2 separate regions of the Mus musculus genome follow, and region 2 is linked to region 1. A link is a contact called in public promoter capture Hi-C data. All regions are on one chromosome and are shown on one strand. Each heading gives the region's core, a stretch centred on a gene start, on an enhancer-like site or on the middle of the called end of the contact. The rest is flanking DNA. Distances are from core to core; before and after follow the strand shown.

Region 1 (3,522 bases), core at 309-2,808:
CAAGTCACTTTAGCGAGAAATCACTTTTCTGGGAGGCTTGCCATGGCCATTGACTCCACTGTGGTGTCCTATGATGGTCTGTGCCAACTGGCTCTTATGTCTTAATAATTGGTAGAAATAACCTTTTTACCAACATGTTGCCTAAAACTGGTCGACCATGTTGTGATGGGATATTGGGATATTGCCATACAGATAGAGAATAGAAGTTTCCCTGCATGATGCTATCATCCCAGTCATGAGACAAGTTCAAACAGAGAAATGCCTATTTCCCAGGATAAAAATTCAGGTGTAGAGTTGATGGGACAGTCCCATTGGGCAGTAGTTGCACAGTAGCCACTCACAGCTTATTTCCAGAGAAGAAAACAACACATGGTTATATAATAAGGCTCAGAGGCAAGTCTTCGTACAAAAGGGTGGAGAAAAGATATCAGAAAGCCTTTTGGGCTGACAAATGGAGAAGAATGTAGTATTAGCAAAAACAAATAAATAAATAAATAAATAAATAAATAAATAAATAAATAAATAAATGTTTTAAGTCAGGGTGTCCAGAAGCCCCAAGAATTGCTCCGGGCAACGGGAACATTCTTAGAGAGATGGGATAACTTGAACCAGTCAAGGGAGCAGCCACAGCCCTTTGTAGCCAGAACTAAGACTAACTCTCTATCTCAGAGTTCCACTGCAAATCAGCCATGCAGCATAAATAAGCTCGGTAAAACGTCCCTCTTGTTTGCTTTTCCTTCCTTCTCTGGTTCCTAGATCCATGCTAGCTCATGTACAAGTAAAACTGAAGGCTTTGCTTCAGCGTGAGTGAATGTTATTGACTCTGTGCCAATCAACAAAACCCTGTTTACTGCAAACTCCTGCCGACAGCAAAGGGTATGACATTTGAAGTAATGCCATTGTAGTGAAGTGGCACATGCCTCAGTATGATTCAATACATCATACCCAACAAATAAAAACGTGCAGGAAAGAATCTTATGTTAAAAACAAAACAAAACAAAACAAAACAAAACCAACAAATAGACAAACAACCTGTAAGTCTGAGAATAACAGGCTGAGACATAAAAGCATTTCTCTAAATGCCATACTAAAGACTTCTCAGGATTAGAGAGAAAGTGTATTGGAAATGCCTGCCAGTTACTGTACAGTTCATGCACATGTGTGTGTCTAACTGCAGCTGGGCAGCAGATTCACATTCATATTCACACAGAAAATGCTTCCAGAAGACCTGCTTACATTTCTCACCATTACTAACACATTACAGGCACATTCCCACATCTTTACTTAAAACTAGAAAATATGACAATGTCTTTAAAACTACCCACAACTTCCCCTTGCAGACCACAGGAAAATAAACCCAGAAACACTAAAACTCTGTGCAGAAAAATAAATAATAACTTCTCCCTAAAAAGTTCTCATTGAGTAAATGAAATCTCACTTATAGTTACGTAATACAAACCAAACAGAAGCAAAAAGGAACTTACATTTGGAATGTCCGAAGAAAGTATCCTGAGTCTTGGCTTACCTCTGTTTCCCCACTCCAAGAGAATGGGTTCTACTTCTCCCCGGTCTCTATCACATCTGTATTGCTTTCATTCTGTTTGCCTGTTTTGAGCATTCCCAGTCAGCCTGACTGCTTTTGGAGGAAGATTGTGGTTGTAATTTTCTTGGCCTGCTGAGCACTGTATTCACGTGACCATTCTCGAACAAATCTCTTTTTTATTGACTTCCAGCCAGTTCCCACAGCAGAGAATTGCCAACCCTACTCATTTGACTAATTATAGTGTCAGAAAAATCTGTGTTGCCGAGGGAGTCCAAATTTGTAACTTTTCTGGGCCCTCCCCCAAAAGAAATTGACAGATTTCAAAAAATAAAATAAAATAAAATAAAATAAAATAAAATATTGTCCCTTAAAAGGCTCTGAGCTCTGGACTTATTCTGCCATGTTGAGGCAGATATTCTAATTATGTTTCAAACAGCCTAGAAAGCAATATCTTGATTTTTTTCCTATATCATATCTTCCATCCTGTCCATTTCCTCAGTTCCTGCTCTGGCCAGAATCAGTCAATAGACTCCATCTTTAAAATGTGCTCAACATTATGTGTTGTGTTTTATAAAAAAGAAGAAGAAGAAGAAGAAGAAGAAGAAGAAGAAGAAGAAGAAGAAGAAGAAGAAGAAGAAGAAGAAGAAGCAGCAGCGAAGGGTATGTTTGGTAGAGGTGCGATATGGTGTCGGGGAAGGGGATGCCTCTGGGGGCCCATGCTGAGGCATCCCTTCCCCCTGAGGTACCAGTTATAGTATAGTATAGAATAGAGTTTATTCATGGCATGGGGAGGGGGAGTTGAGGGAGTAGAGATAGAGAAAGACAGAGAGAGAGAGAGAGAGAGAGAGAGAGAGAGAGAGAGAGAGAGAGAGAGAGAGAGAGAGGAGTAGAGGCCATGAGCACAGGGAATGGCGAGAGAAGGGTCAAAGGGGAAAGAGGATAAGAGAGCAAGAGAGCAAGAGAAGTGAGTGAGGAGGGGTTGAGCAGCCCCTTTTACAGTGAGTCAGGCACACCTGGTAACTGTAGCCTAGAAGAAATGCTAACGTTATGGGTCTTGGGAAGTATGGCTCAGAACAACATTCACTCAGAACAACATTCAGCTACGTATAGGAGATTGAAAACCAAAAGTAAGGCAGCCTAAAAGGACCCGAGTTAGACAAGTCACAGCTTAATAGAGAGATTTTAGTAAGAAGGGAAGCGTGAGCCACTGCCCAGCTAATATTTAGAAAATTCTTTTTCGTTTTCATAGCTAGAAAGAAAGAAAAAAAAAACCAAAAATTAGTTTCTGTGTGTCAGTGAACTTTGAAAATACGAGTCTTCAAAAACTACTTATGACTTCAGATAACATTCTCTGTAGTCTCCAAGATTATACAACCTAACCCATCAATTTTTAATTCATAAACCAAGCAAATGCATTTGAATCTCTGGGGACCTTACCTATTCAGAATTCTCAGATGGTTTCTCTATCGCTGGTTGGAATACACTCTCGAAAGCTCTGGGGAGGGTTTGCTGCTCAGTAAGAATTCATGCCTATGGTTTTGTTCTCATTTTAAGCTTCCCTGTCAGGGTGTTCAAAGAAATGACTGTTTCTTCCATAACTGCTGCTGCCGTCTTTGAAAAGAGTCTTCACTTCACTTCCAGAAGCCTGCCACATTTGCTTTGTCGAAGGTTTTTTTTTTTTTTTTTTTTTTTTTTCGATTTTTCCCTTTTTCCCTCAGAGAAATGATTTATAGATTATTGCGCAACACTCTGCTGGGGCTGTCTTGTAAACATGCAAAGAGCCATGAACTACACGATAAATGTTATTGCAACATCTCCACTACACTATTTCATACTGGCCATCTTTTTTTTTACTAATCCACTAATTTGTTCAAAAACAATGTTTTTTTAAGTTGCCCAGTGTTCTGAGAGCAAAACCCCCAAACTCGTATATTAAGAAAAACTGGGGGATTTTCTTTGTTTGTTTGTTTTGTTTTATT
Region 2 (3,522 bases), core at 667-3,166, 1.4 Mb after region 1:
ATCAATGTCTACAATATTTAAATGGGGTACCTGGGTAATTTATTGAAGCAATTGTCAGTCCCTAGAAGAAAACATATAAATAAATTCTCATTTCTGAAATACAACTTCTATGAAAGGTGTAATAATGACAATAGGTAACTGCTATATCCACTCCAGTAGTGACATGCGTGACAGGCCCCAGAAACCTGGCCACTGTCCCATGGCGAAAAGTTCACGGAAACTTAGTCTCCTGGAAATTTGGCATGCCCATAGCTAGAATGTCTCGGATTTGTCCCTGAGATAGTATGGAGGGTCTTGCATACTCTCTTACAGTATGGGCAAGCTTAGCAAAGTATACTTAGAATCTTCATTACAGTCAAGTATGGCAGACTACATTACTTATTAGTAGAAAGTACCCCCCCCCCACACACACAATCACTTAGAATAATAGCCAAGCTACTCCCATATGCAAGAATTTACATATGGAAATTCTAGGAAGAAGGAAGGTTGTGGTCTAAGGAGGAACCAGAGTAGATACTTAGAACTATAGATAGCTGAGTTACACTCCTACACAGGAATTTACAATGCCCTAGGGGGAAGGTGGACTATACAATAGACTAGAATTGGAACTATGGCAAGGGCATGAAGCCCTTGTCCCTGACTTCTAAGATTAAGCTGACCTTAGATGGGGTTGCTTTCGATCCCAGTTGTTAACATTGATTTTTATCCCACTTGGTTCATGTTAGCTTTTTGTATGCATTCCTCTGTTTTGTGAAAAAGTCACTTATAAGACTGGTGCTCACTTTGAGACAAATTACATTCAGATACACACTCTCTCTGGGTCTGTATTTGTTTGTCATTTCTCGCCAACTCCATTGCCCACCTGTCTGGAACTCCGAGTTCCGGAGCACGGATTGAGGGGAGCCCGACTGAGGTCAGTCCGCAGCAAATTACTAATTTGTAATATTTGTGAATTTCTGCAATAGAATGATCTTCCTTTCTTTATTACCAGTCTGTCTACTTCTTTATACTGAAGCTCTTTCAGGTTGGACTGATGTCTTAACTAATTGCATTTTGGACTGTGAGTTATTGGCCAAAATATAGCAATCCAACCAACCATTCAGAAGTTTCTGTTTGTATCATCTAGACAGGCATTTTTAAAACTGAGACTCCAAGTGACTTTTCTCCAGCATTTAGCAATAGTTGTTCTACTAGAGTAGGCATTCTAGAATTTTCCACAGAGGGTGCTAATTAAAAGAAGAGTCCCCCAGTGGCCTTCAGACATCCACGGATGGATCATCGGGCCACATCAGGCTTTCAATGTCTCTCGTTTCTTTTCCTAACCTATGGGGCTTCCATGAGACATACTGCATGGATTTTTCTGTTTTTTTCAAAATCTGACACAGAACCAAGTGTAACTTTACTCGATACTCCAGCGAAATGGAATGAGCAAATTACGAGGTGAACTTTGACCTTGCCTAGCTTAGTGTTTTGCATGTTGAATTCATCAAACAACTGCAGCTTCTACTCGGTTTTGCTTTTTTGTGCGTAGTGAGGGAAAGTTTAGTATCTTGTTAATCAACAAAATCATTTTAGGTAACGACCCTGGGCAAGTGAATAAGGCGGTAAACTTCATTTCAACACGACTATCTTTGTCGCCTGGATAATTTCAATGTTTCTCCAATATGAATATATTATATGCTTTCAAAATAAAGGTGAAGCCGACTACTGTGGATTGAGCTTGCAGAGTCGCACCCCCCCCACCCCCCCCCCACCCCACCCCCGCAGGACTGACCACTCGCAGTTCGTTTGTCCAAAGTTAAACTTAATCTTCTCGTTTTCTGTGTCCAATCTGACTGGACCAGTATCACTAGTTTCCCAGGAAACCTTGAAAGCTAATCTTTACATAACTGCCTGTGCCCACTGTTGGAATCCAGCCACTGCTGGGGACAGGCATAGCAGCTGCTCCTCTGCCTCATAGCAACACTTCACAACAGCGTGGGAGGAATACAAAGAAGAGCAATATCCCGAAATTAAACTGCCCTGGGGAGGGTGAGGGACGGGGCAGAAGATAACAGTCAACAGACTTGCTCTGAAGGAAAAAAAGGGTGAATTTTTAATGAACAGAGAGAAGCAGTCTTTGGTTTCATCGTCTGCTACAAAAGCTAGGATGCATATTTAAATACCATCCTGTCAGATCTTTCGTTTTAAACACACTACCAGAAAAGTAATTATATTTTTAATTGGACGGCTTTTATTTCGGGACGAAGCAATAAAATAGACCACTAACCGCAAAGAATAAAAGTCACTGCGTTATGCTTTTGCATAATTTCTATTTCTCCCCAAAGTCTATGACATTTCAGTCAACCATCGCTTGTCTAGCATTGCCAAAACAGAAATGATAATAAAGACGCTCTGGTCTCTCTTTAACACAGAAAGAAGAAATGCATTATATTAGTAGCAACCGTAATTTGAACCACGATTCACAAAACATGGGTTAGAAATAAGACCAGTAAAGTCAAACTTTCATGTAAAAGGGAAACAGAATAAACAGAATTGAGAGCTGTGGGAGGTGCTGTCGTTCGTCTTGCATTAATGCTCCTACATAAGTGGACAAAAAGGAGATTGATCGATCGTCTATTGAGCCCCGAGATCTCCACACCCAGAATATTGCCTACAACTTCCCATAAGGGAGGGCATGCTTTCCCCCCCAGCACAATGGCGCCACCTGTTGGCCAAACCAATTAGACGTGCTTTCATTTGTTTTGGGTGTTCTGGTCCACCTGAAATAAGCCACTGCTATCCTACCGGAACTCCCTTATGGGATGTGGATTCTAAGAGACTCTCATCTCATGTACAAATAATAAATTTTATTAAACAAATACTGGGGCAGGAGCCATGATTTGTGGGGACCCAACAAAAGTTGAAAATTGAAACCCATACTTGTGAGAGCCAAAAGTGACATTCAGGTACTTGCACACAAAACATTTCCTTTCTTTTGCTCAGCGGCATCTTGTAACGTGTCAGTGTCTTTTGTTAGCTTGGTGCCATTTATTTTCTATAATTCTAGTTTTAATAAGTTACCATGTATAATTATCATGAATTCTCTGATCTACTGTGTTTTGCAAAGCCGATTTACAAAGTGAGAGAACAGTTCACTCATGATTCTAAATCCCTGGATTTCCTCCTCTAATTGATTATTTAGAAGTAAAATAAAAAAATTAAAAGAGTTTTCATTCTGTTAAAAGGGTTTTTTTTTAAGTAAAAGAAAGAATGAAAAGAAGCTGAAGTATGATTGTGTTCCATCTCTGTGGTAGATTTCAGAATTACTGGTTATCTGATATGTGGAAAAAAGAAATGCCCAAGAAAATCTGGGATATGAATGTTTGTCCTCTGTGTTTTCTAGAATGTCATAATTTTTTTTTCCTGCACTAGTTAACAACTTCTGGCTTTAATGGAAATTTGGACTTTAAGACTGTAGGAATATCCATCCAACCCTCTACTTCTTGTACATTCCTGAAGCCTTCCCAACCTCGAAGGCCT

The links. Promoter capture Hi-C pulls out the DNA fragments that hold promoters and counts their contacts.
Region 2: a promoter capture Hi-C map of hippocampal neurons shows a contact between it and region 1, with 2.5 times the contacts expected there. The contact joins the enhancer-like site here to the promoter of Abca8a in region 1. A contact is called at or near these places in 8 of 39 promoter capture datasets (the 3T3-L1 cell line, cranial neural crest, frontonasal cranial neural crest and 4 more).

What each region holds. Positions count from the first base shown.
Region 1 is chr11:110,094,379-110,097,900 of GRCm38.p6, forward strand. Abca8a (ATP-binding cassette, sub-family A (ABC1), member 8a) reads right to left here and starts at 1,559. Exons shown (of 39, transcript NM_153145.4): 1 at 1,485-1,559.
Region 2 is chr11:111,520,970-111,524,491 of GRCm38.p6, forward strand. No RefSeq gene overlaps it. Among named protein-coding and RNA genes, the nearest start is that of Gm30158, 10 kb to the left of the region's middle. Within about 2 kb of position 1,917, at least 37 of the 459 cell types and tissues checked have an H3K27ac peak or open chromatin away from gene starts, as enhancers often do. A contact at or near this core is called in hippocampal neurons, where this site is marked.